3 separate regions of the Mus musculus genome follow, and regions 1 and 3 are each linked to region 2. Evidence: chromatin contacts called from public Hi-C and HiCAR-type data. All regions are on one chromosome and are shown on one strand. The core of a region is the stretch at or near the end of the contact, and the rest is flanking DNA. Distances in the headings are between cores, read along the strand shown.

Region 1 (3,691 bases), core at 896-3,395, 800 kb after region 2:
GAGAAGGAGAAGGGGAGAAAGAAAGGAGGGAGGGGGAAGGAAGGAAGAGAGAGAGAAAGAGAGGGAGAGAGAGAAAGAGAGGGAGAGAGAGAAAGAGAGGAAGAGACAGAAAGAGAGAGAGGGAGGGAGGGAAGGAGGGAGGGAGGGAGGGAGGGAACTAGGGAGGGAAGGAACTAGGGAGGGAGGGAGGGAGGGAGGAAGGAGGGAAGGAAGGAAGACAGAGGGAGGGAGGGAGGGGAATTGGAGAGGGGAAGCAGGAGAGATATGGTGGGGGAAAAGGTGACCTTGCAGAAGTGAGTCAGGTTCCAGGAACCTTTTAGTGGAACATTAGATGAATCTGAACCTACTCATTTATCTTTGTGATGCCAAAACAAACATCTGAGACCTGGGAGTCCAAGGTCAAGGCAGGAAGGGATTCAGGCTCTGGTTACTCTCTGTCTCCAAGGTGGCTCCTATGGCAGAGTCTGCAGAAAATGAGAGGTATCAGAGGGACCCCTTTAAGCTTCTGTGTGAGGGCTCTGACCCCCTGTTCCCAACTTGTCCTCTTCCAAAAGACTCCCTCTTCATTTTATAATACTGGCAATTAAATCCAAGCATATAAATTAGATGAGGAACATATCTAAGCCATCCCATGCCTTAAGCACCCAAGTGGGGTGTCTTCTTGAAAAGTCTTGGAAAAACCTGGAGTTAGAATAAACTGGTCCTTCATAACTCATAATACAGGGCCAGTGTGGTGACTCCCCCCCCACACACACACACAAGGAGTTACTATTGTGCTATATTAGAAACTTCCTTCTGCCCAACACAACAAATATGCATCCTCTGCTGATTGGTGACAGCCCATTCAACCTTATCAAATTGACATTTCTTCTGTCGCCAACACTCCGGCTCCGTCATATACAGCTTTTATATTGTTCACAACCTTCTTGTTGTACATAAATACTCAGTGAGAATATATTGTTTAACTCCTCAAATGGATAGCCTCAACTCTTGAGTCAGGGAACTGGGGTTGAAAACGCATCTCTAGTGCGCTAAAATGCCAAGGGTGCTCACGGGTGACGTGGGAAATAGGAAAATCAAAACAAATGCCCACTGCAACTTAGTGCATTTTAGAGTTGAGATTAAAGGGGAATAAAGACCAGGCTGGTGGGAAAATGTGCTAGGAGTCAATAGCCAAGAAGATCATGGGCCCGAGCAATCAGACCAAAGAGAGTCATCAGCCAGGGTCCCCTGTACCAGCTCCCACACTGGACTTGATTGATGAAAAGCTAACTCCTCTCCATTTAGTGTGGGATAATTTCCCCCTTTTGACAGCCATATGGTTAATCTCTATAGATAGATAGGTAGATAGGTAGATAGATAGATAGATAGATAGATAGATAGATAGATAGATAGATAGATAGATAGATAGATAGTAGAACACTTAGGGAATCTCAGGTTTCCATTTGGGCCTAAGAGACTTCATTTCAACTAATATCTCCATTTTTATCTGTCAGCCTTAAGGAGAAAGATGATCCATTCAAAGGCAGCTGCCATCCAATTAACACTTGACTCTAGGTAATAAATCATATCACAGTCTTCATTGACAACCTGTAGGACATTATCTTTTCAATGGCACTTGGTATGACCTTTAACTCCAAATAGTTTGAAAGATACTTGAGTGCAGCCTTCCAGGGCCCATCACCCTGCTCAGGACAGAATGCAGCTTATACAGAAGGGGGCCCAGCTCTGTACAGAAAGGGCTTTGCATAAAACACAATTACTGCTGATTAAACGTCATCTAGCATTTCAGGAGTACACATCTATTTTTATCATGCATATTTAAAATCCACTTGAACTGGATTTCCTTCCTCGAGAGTTCATTATTGGTTCCTTTTTTTCCCCATAGAGAAAAAAAAATCAAATGTTCTATAATGCATTTTGTGTAGAACATGGTCCTAACACCACAGAAAAATTCCGTTAAATGTCAAAAGAATTTAAAGACTTGTTGAAAAAAATCAGAGGCTCAGGATGTTATGAGTCCTTGGATCCTTGGAAACTTTAATAACCATTGAGTGCAAGAATCTTTCAGAAGTCCCAACTTGGCTGAAGCATACGATATAATCACCGGTTTATTAAAAGAAACCCGTAATTACACATGTAAGCTGAGGGAAGGCCGGGATGCTTTTCCTCTGGTGCTGTGTCAGCTTGCCTTCTCAGGCACACAAGCATCTAAGGATACAAGCTTTTCTCTTCCTTCCACCCTTTGCTATACTAAATAATCATGACTGCAGAGCTGTTCAAATAATTTGCATTTTGCTTTATCCTTTGAGTACTAAACAAAAACAAGGTACCGAAATATAAACAGAGACAGAAATTTTAATCTAGAGGCAGATGACTGCAGGGGCCATCAAAGGGAGTTCTGTGTAAGTTAAATGCATAAAAAAGCAGACATACAAGAGCATGCATGTACACACAAGAGCACAGGTACACGTACATACACAGCTGCACATTGTGTATACACATACATAGGGATACATACACACAGGAACACACATGCACATATATAATACATACTCAGGAACACACATGTATGTGTACACATGCATACACAGAAACACACGTACACATGTAGATACGCTGGTATAAAAAGGCATACAGAACCACATACATGCAGATGTACACACATGCATATGTACACATAAGAACACAATGTACACATACACATGTACATAACCATACACATACACAGAAACATGTGTATACATACACATATACAAATGCATATACAGAAACATACATATATGAGAACATAAAGTTATACATGTCCAGATACATACATAAACACACATATAGGTATGCATACCTATGTATACATGTATACATAATCACACATATATGTGCATATACTCATACTTCTACATGCACACTTATATATAAATATACAGAGGGACACATAGCTGCACATATACACAGGTATATGTGCACATACAGGTATACACATACATGTGTACACATGCACACAAAACACACTGAAGAACAAAACTCTGAGAAAACATTTGTCCTCTTGCTAAACACCCTTCCTTCCACCCTTTGCTATACTAAATAATCATGACTGCAGAGCTGTTCAAATAATTTGCATTTTGCTTTATCCTTTGAGTACTAAACAAAAACAAGGTACCGAAATATAAACAGAGACAGAAATTTTAATCAAGAGGCAGATGACTGCAGGGGCCATCAAAGGCAGTTCTGTGTAAGTTAAATGCATAAAAAAGCAGACATACAAGAGCATGCATGTACACAAATTAGATTAGTCCAAAAAGATTTATATCCTTAACAACTATTCATTTTTCCTTATTCTCTGAGCCTCACTAACTGCTGCCTTCCCTGGTCCTGTAAATAATTATAGTCCTAGATGTTTGAAACCCAATGGTGCAGACACTAAAATATAGAGCGCAGACCTATTATGAAACTAGATAATTGATCTCAACAGTAATGAGGCTGGAGGCTAGGAGGGATTCAATCTGGAGATAGGAATTCAAACTTTTTATTACCTTTTAAAAATATTCTTTTAATTTTTCAGAAAATTTATATTGATCTAGTTCTCCCCACTTCCCAAGTCCTCCCAGATCCTCCCAAACTCCCTACCCACCCAACTTCACGTTCTTTCTCTCTCTTACAAAAATAAGAAAAACAAACTAAAAATAAAGAA
Region 2 (3,873 bases), core at 1,329-3,828:
AATATTGGCACAGGAGGACCAACCAACCAACCAACCAAACAAACAAACAAACCCTGTGTTAAAACTCTCTAACTTCTAGGTGATTATACTTTAAATACTTTGTAAAAAGTTTTTAAAAGTAAAGGTGATAGAGGAGTTAATTATTTTATCAAATGATTTGAAGGAAGTATTTGTTAATTTTAGACCAATGTTCCTAAGAAAATGTTTCTCAGAGGAAAACATATCTTTGGTAAACAAATAGATGTATGAAAAGTTTCTTTCCACAGATGCATTTGGGCATAAAACTAAAGATTAATTTTGGTTAATGTTTTACCAAAAGGCATCTTCTTATGAGCAATTGATTGTAAAGTGCATGGTTTATGCTCTACAAGGAAATAATGGAGATTGGTGAGAAAGCTCTCATGTTGGTCTTCCTGTGCACAATAACGGCAAGTCAGGATTGGGAAGCTGGACCTGCTCCTTATGAGGGACTATGGTTTCTCACTGAGGGCAGATCAATGGAACCACACGGTACAAGCACATCCAACAATAGCCGGCACTGTGAGGAATGCAGGTGAATGATCACAGAAAGGCACCTCCTGGCAAAGTCCATCAAAGAGTGGGTTGCACGGTGCTGAAGAGCACACAAAGGGTCCAGGATGCCAAGCTCTGTAACCCAGGAGTCATGAGACTGAATCACCACCCGACGCTACAGAAGGGGTGGTGAGCCTCTGCAGTATCTTCCATGTGTGCCTCTCATGTGATCCAGAAATGTATCCACAATGTCTACCTGGTGTTCTTAGTTTTTACTCAAGAAAGTGAAAGCGTATACATCTGAAGACTTGCTCACAAGGACTTGTGGCAGCTTCATTGGCTGTAGTTTAAAATCTGGGCTGAGACAACATCCCCACACTGCAATCTTTGGTCCCTATCTGATGGGCAGATGATGGGACCTTTAAGATGTGGGCCCCATGGAAGGAAATGAGTTCACTGGGGACATGTCCTTGAAGAGAACTTTCCACCATTGATGTTATTCCTCAACACAGGCAACAAGGATAGAGTCAACCACTATTTCCCAAAAGCCAGGCGTGTAACTACAAACACAAACAACCCTTGTTTCTGTTTTTTTTTTTTTTTTTTTTTTTTTTTTTTTTTTAAGTTTCTCTGGTGTTCCTTTACTTGGCAGAAAGTGGACTCACTCAACTTGAGCATCAATTCTGGAACAATCTCAGTTTGTAACACTCTCATCTGTGTGGTGTTAGGTCTGTAGCGGCTGTTCATGTGAGTAGTATGCATTGAAGCTGTTCTCTGAAGGATCAGATTATAAGCTGCCCTTTGCCAGAAGGGGGCAACATACCAGAGAGACCAGTGAGACCTCTAACAGCCCTAAGCATCTCAGACACCTGCTTCTAACACCTTGCTTTCACAGAAGAGCTCGCTGGTGTCCTGAAGCCTCGGAGCTGACGGGAAATCAGTCATTCTGGGCAGCATCCTTAAGCTTTGATCTTTCCAGCAGCAATGTGAATTTTACATATTTTTTTTCCCCCCACCGGCATACTTTGTTAGGTTTTTTTTTTTTTTTTTTTTTTATCACAAAAGACTAAGGCTTAGCCTTTGATAAATTCTCATTTGCAGAGATAAAGTAAAAGGGGGAAAAAGCATTGGGACCTTATAGGAAATGGCAATTTCACCCCAACACCCCCCCCCACCACACACACTCATGCAGTGATAATTTCGAAGTTTAGAAGGGTAACACACACACACACACACACACACACACACACACACATATACACACACACACACACACACACACACACACACACACACACACACACACACACACACACACACACACACACACACACACACACACACACACACACACACACACACACACACACACACACACACACACACACACACACACACACACACACACACACACACACACACACACACACACACACACACACACACACACACACACACACACACACACACACACACACACACACACACACACACACACACACACACACACACACACACACACACACACACACACACACACACACACACACACACACACACACACACACACACACACACACACACACACACACACACACACACACACAGACACACACACACACACACACACACACACACACACACACACACACACACACACACACACACACACACACACATACACACACACGCACACACACACACCTACCCCTTCAAGCATGAAAAAAGCATTTGAATTAAGCCAGGCACACAAAGCAAGAGAATTGTGGAGAGAAGCTCTCTGACAGGCAAGCCTGCTCTTTATTCTCTTGAGCTAATTCTGCCACACGACACACTGGCATCCAGAAAAGTAAGATTCTGACAGGCTAATTTCAGCTTGTGCTTCCAATGAAATGTACATAAGGCACTTGTTACGTCTAGTGACAGTCAGTGTCATTTTCTGTTTAAAAGCAATCCATTTGTGTGGATGCCTAGGAGAGCAGGTGCCCGTTGAGGGAGTAGGAAGGGCGTTTGGGGTCTAGTGAAGGTTTGCACGGCCGCTTGGCTGAGGCAAGGGAAGTGAGGCTCGGCCCGGATCATCAGGCTGGATTATCAGGCTGCTTGGGTTCAAGGACAGAGTCATCAAGTCAAGCTGGTGTCTGTCCATGACTTCCCCCGTCAGCGGTAAGATCTTAGGACCTATAGAACAGACGATCAGGTGGTGATATCGTTTGCTTATCAGTCCAGCTTGCTGCAGCTGCGAAGTAGAAAAGCTAAAAACAAAGTCTCTGAGGACAGACACATCAGAATACGGAAACAGAACACCAAAAAAACAAAACGGAGGCAGGCTAAAGGAGGACACGTGTGACCAGTAGGTGGCGCCATTATACCGCACAGAACCCGGCTTTCTGGCAGAGCTCTACTGGGGAGATTAGAGCCATATACAATTTCCTGTTGGCATTGAAGGTGAAGTCAAGGGTTGATATAAAGAGCTCCATGAGGCTCTGAAAATGCCGCATGCCGGCAGCAACCCAGGCTCACCCTTAAAAGAACTTCAGGAGTGAGGGCGCCAAGGAGGATACTGAGTCATAGCCCCATCGAAATAGTGTCTGATGTCACTGGCGAAAATAGACCCGGAGATCTCTTCTGTTTATCCCGCTGTAAAGAGGTGACATTCATCGGGTGACTAGAGAGTTCATTTAATTATAAAAGACAGAGCCATAATAGAGAAGCAGGATACGACTCCCTTGTCTAAAAGGTGTGGTGGATATTTGGAACCATGTATTTCCTAACCTGTGGTTTACAGCGTCTTTTAAAATTTGCTTTCCAAAGGAAACAGCATTTGGAACAGCAAAGATTGCTCAGGTCAAGACAGTGTGTAATTACAGTGCCAGATGGAGACTATTTCTGCCAACCACGATTCTAATTTCGTCTTTCCCTTTACCCAGTACTAAATTGAGTCTACTTAATAGAGACGCGTACTGCCAAAGCCACCCACAGCCCGTGTCCCATTCTGATTTCCACCTATCTTGTAAGATTTCAGACAAGCTTGAGGTTTAGATTGAACAAAGACAAGCTGAGCTACCATAGGGCTGGCTAATCTACAAAGAGGATCTGGGGGTGGGGTGGGTGCTTAAACAGTACATAGAGTGGGCAGGCACAGTCCTCTGACCAGAAAAGCCTCAGGCAAGGACAGTCTGGCACCCCCCTGTTGTGGATTTAAACTACCATTTCTTTGCACTGACTCTCAACTATCTCAGCAGGGATTTTGCTCAGCAATCTTTGCAGAGCCTGTTTCTTCCCTACATACTGAGTATGAGCAGTGGGTAGGGTTTTATTTCATCCTCCTTCCCCAAAATCACTGTGGTTTCAGGGAACTAG
Region 3 (3,530 bases), core at 833-3,332, 600 kb after region 2:
TAATCATCCAAGGGTAACAACATCATAAGGTTCTTTTTCAATGAGGCCTGGAGAGAGGGTTCAGTGTTTGGGAGTACTGGCTGTCCTTGCCTAGTACCTGTGTTTTCTTCTCAGCACTAACACTGCTGCTTACAAATGCCTGTAAATCTAGTTCCAGGGGACCAAATTGCCTCTTCTAGCCATCAAAGGCACTGCACACACACAGTACACATACATGCAGATAAAACATTCAGACCAGATTCATAGAAGAAATATTTTTTGTGTGTTTGTTTGTTTGGTTGGTTGTTTGTTTTTGAGACAGGGTTTCTCTATATAGCCCTGGCTGTCCTGGAACACACTTTGTAGACCAGGCTGGCCTCAAACTCAGAAATCCACCTGCTTCTGCCTCCCAAGTGCTGGGATTAAAGGCATGTGCCAGTACCGGTTGTGAAATAAAAATTTTAAAGTTATTTTTTATAGAAATGGAAGGGATCATAAATTTTCTGAGTATCAGGGCTACCACCCATACAACTAATCACCCAGACTCCATGGTCTTTGTAAGAATTCAGTGTTGTAAGCTGGCCTTGTAAGCTGCTTGCATTCTAATGCTAATTTGGGCCTCAAAAGCTGGTTGCCCCAGAAACAAGAGAGTCTGCACATAGACACTAGCTAAGTGACCCTGTCCCCTGTTAATTGTGATTGGTAAATAAAGATTCCAATAGCCAATAACTGGGCAGAAGAGACTTAGTTGAGGTTTAGGTTTTGTGGGCTTGGGGAAGAGAACCAGGAAGAAGGAGGAAGAGGAGGAGGAGAAGGAGGAGGAGAGGAGGAAGAGAAAGGAGGAGGAGGAGGAGGAGGAGGAGGAGGAGGAAGAGGAGGAGGAGGAGGAAGAGGAAGAGGAAGAGGAGGAGGAGGAGAAGGAAGAGGAGGAGGAGGAAGAGGAGGAGGAGGAAGAGGAAGAGGAGGAGGAGGAGGAGGAGAAGGAAGAGGAGGAGGAGGAGGAAGAGGAAGAGGAAGAAGAAGAAGAAGAAGAAGAAGAAGAAGAAGAAGAAGAAGAAGAAGAAGAAGAAGAAGAAGAAGAAGAAGAAAAGAAGAAGAAGCAGCAGCAGCAAGAAGAAGCTACCAAGAGTTAGCTGAGGCATAAAAATGTAGCCCTGTGGGCTAACTTGTTGGAGTTAAGAGCAGCCCAGATGAAACCTAGTAAGTAGTAAGTAGTGATTCAGGGTTACTGATAGGAGAGTAGATTCAACAGAATGGAGGGTAGACAGCTGCCCAGTTACTGTGCTGGTTAAGGCTTACTGTAAATATAAATGCCGTGAGTGTGTTTTTAATCCTGGAATCCAATAACCAAGGAGGGGTGGAAACCCTGGGCCAGGATTTAAATAATTAATATTATAATTCAGTCCCCATACTTAATGTTTCACTTTCTAGTGCAGTCTACATGTACAGAGTCAGCAATATTCAGGATGAGTCTTCTTCTCCTATGTTCTCCCTGGAGCAACTCTACCTCCCATGTATTTTAATAGATGACATATAATGTCAGTTAGAGTCCAGTAAGGCCTACTACATTTGAGGCTTGAGTCTCTCTGAATCTTGCTGCTGTATTTCTGAATGGAGATCTGTGGGCCTGGCAGTTTGCCACTTCAAAAGCCTGCCGGTTCATTTGTCACTTCTAAGCAACAAATCAGTTCATCATTTGTTTGCCAAGGAAGGCAAAGCAAACAGGAGCAGTCATCGTCAGTACACAGACAGAATGCTAACCTGGTCTGTCTCGAACTTAGGAAGGTCATATGGGAGCTGGAACAATTTCTTCCTTGGCTGTTACGAAACACCTTACAAAGTCAACTTAAAGAAGGGAATGGTTCGTTGGGCCTGTGGTTCAGAGATTGGGGGACTGTAGCCCACAGTTGCAGGAGAAAGTGACAATAGGACTCGGGCAACTCCCCCCATTGCATCTGCATTCAGCAAGCAAGCAGCAGACAGGAAGGAAGGAAGGAAGGCTGGACTATGAATCCGCAAGTGTGCTCCCTTTGGCTTCCTCCTGAAGACTCCATTTCCCACAACAGAACCACTGATTGAGGGGACCAACTGTTTAAATCCACGAGCTACTGGGGATATTTTACATTCAAACCACAGCACACGCTCAGCAGCTCCTGGCTCGTGCAGCAGAGCATCGAAAGGAGTCCAAATGTTCCTGTGGAAAAGAATTGTCTTCCCTCCATTGTGCTGGTTTGTCAACTCGGGTCACTTTCGAGTTCCTTGTGCATTTCTAAAGATCTATCACCAAAGAAAGCAAACTGCAGCAGCAGCATTTTTAAGAAGGCGCCAGGGATGTCAGTTTAGACTTTCCCATTAGTTTATGATGGCAGTTCTGGCATTTCAAAGCAGGGTGCAGCTGTGTGGGAAAGATAGAGGAACGTGGTGCCCAATAATGGTCCCGCCCCAGAACGGGAACAAGTTACTGACAGCTCAGATGGCCTTCCGGGGTTTCTAAAGTCAGCGTCGTTGGGATGGTGTGGCGAATGGACTCATTGTCTCTAAAGGGTTTGGAATAAAAGCTGCAATGTAAGAAGAAAACAAAAAAACAGAATGAAAAGACAAAATACTGACAATTTACTGGGCATGATACCCTGGGGAAAGTACATTCAGTTCTACCAAAAAAGACACTTTGCCTATGTAGACCTTTCTCTTTCTTTACAAGCATTAAGCAAGATAATGTGTGTTTTTAAGGAGCTTCATGGTGCCTGGAACAAAACATGTTTTTAGAAGAGGCTTTGCTTTATAAAGAAAAGTATAATTCACCATCATTTGATGTGCTGAGTAGTTGGTGGGTTTGTTGTTGTTGTTGTTGTTTGGTTTTGTTTTTGTTTTGTTTTGTCAACTTGACACAGCCAGGAAGGATCACCTGGAAAAAAGGAAGCTCAGTTGAAAAAAATGAGTTCTTCAGATTGCCCTATAGACAAGTCTATAGGGCTTTCTTTTTTTAAATTAATGATTGGCATGGAGGGCCCATTCCACTAGGGACAGTACCACCCATGGGTAAGTGGTCCTGGGTTGTCTAAGAAATCCATCTTTAAGGGTGTCACCATGGAGTTTCCATCTCCACTTTAAGGCTTGCCTCCTGTTCACTTAATAAGTCTCAGACATCCTTGCATCCTTTCAAGCATGGCAGGACTAGCATGAGCCTGTACACCTACAGTTTGTCTTATCACAAAGATCATGAACCAAGCAGCAGGATGACTGTCTACAGAAATTCTTCCCATAACTCAAAAGTATGTGTGGTGTGCTTTCCTCACAAGCCATCTGTCTGGCAGCCTCAGCCCCTTTCAGTCACTTCTTCCTATCAATAGATGTTCAGACTCTTGCTTGTTGTGTAGGTGGCAAGCAGCAACCCCTCATTTTGTTGAAAGAGCCCTAAAGTGCCATTACCAGGGGTGGTATTTTAATAGTTATCAGATGCACTATTTATTTGGCATGTAACTGAGCTTTCCAACGAGGTACCTGTCCTGCCGTAGATACAGAAAGCATCCTTTGTGCTGACAATGGTTAAG

The links. Hi-C and Micro-C count contacts between places; a contact is called where the count stands out from the background. HiCAR-type assays count read pairs that join an accessible place to other places.
Region 1: a contact with region 2 is called in a Hi-C map of cortical neurons, with 2.1 times the contacts expected there. The contact joins two enhancer-like sites. A contact is called at or near these places in 1 of 484 Hi-C or Micro-C datasets (cortical neurons), 1 of 115 datasets of contacts at active chromatin or transcription factors (astrocytes) and 1 of 9 other capture datasets (embryonic stem cells).
Region 3: a contact with region 2 is called in a HiCAR-type map of astrocytes, with 4 times the contacts expected there. The contact joins two enhancer-like sites. A contact is called at or near these places in 3 of 484 Hi-C or Micro-C datasets (cerebral cortex, embryonic stem cells and myocytes), 4 of 115 datasets of contacts at active chromatin or transcription factors (astrocytes, neural progenitor cells, oligodendrocyte precursor cells and 1 more) and 1 of 9 other capture datasets (embryonic stem cells).

Annotation. Positions count from the first base shown.
Region 1 is chr17:9,827,961-9,831,651 of GRCm38.p6, forward strand. No RefSeq gene overlaps it. Among named protein-coding and RNA genes, the nearest start is that of 4930452A19Rik, 54 kb to the left of the region's middle. Within about 2 kb of position 2,146, at least 6 of the 459 cell types and tissues checked have an H3K27ac peak or open chromatin away from gene starts, as enhancers often do. A contact at or near this core is called in cortical neurons, where this site is marked.
Region 2 is chr17:9,029,048-9,032,920 of GRCm38.p6, forward strand. No RefSeq gene overlaps it. Among named protein-coding and RNA genes, the nearest start is that of 1700010I14Rik, 43 kb to the left of the region's middle. Within about 2 kb of position 2,579, at least 64 of the 459 cell types and tissues checked have an H3K27ac peak or open chromatin away from gene starts, as enhancers often do. A contact at or near this core is called in astrocytes, cerebral cortex, cortical neurons and 3 more, where this site is marked.
Region 3 is chr17:9,630,674-9,634,203 of GRCm38.p6, forward strand. No RefSeq gene overlaps it. Among named protein-coding and RNA genes, the nearest start is that of Pabpc6, 37 kb to the right of the region's middle. Within about 2 kb of position 2,083, at least 29 of the 459 cell types and tissues checked have an H3K27ac peak or open chromatin away from gene starts, as enhancers often do. A contact at or near this core is called in astrocytes, cerebral cortex, neural progenitor cells and 2 more, where this site is marked.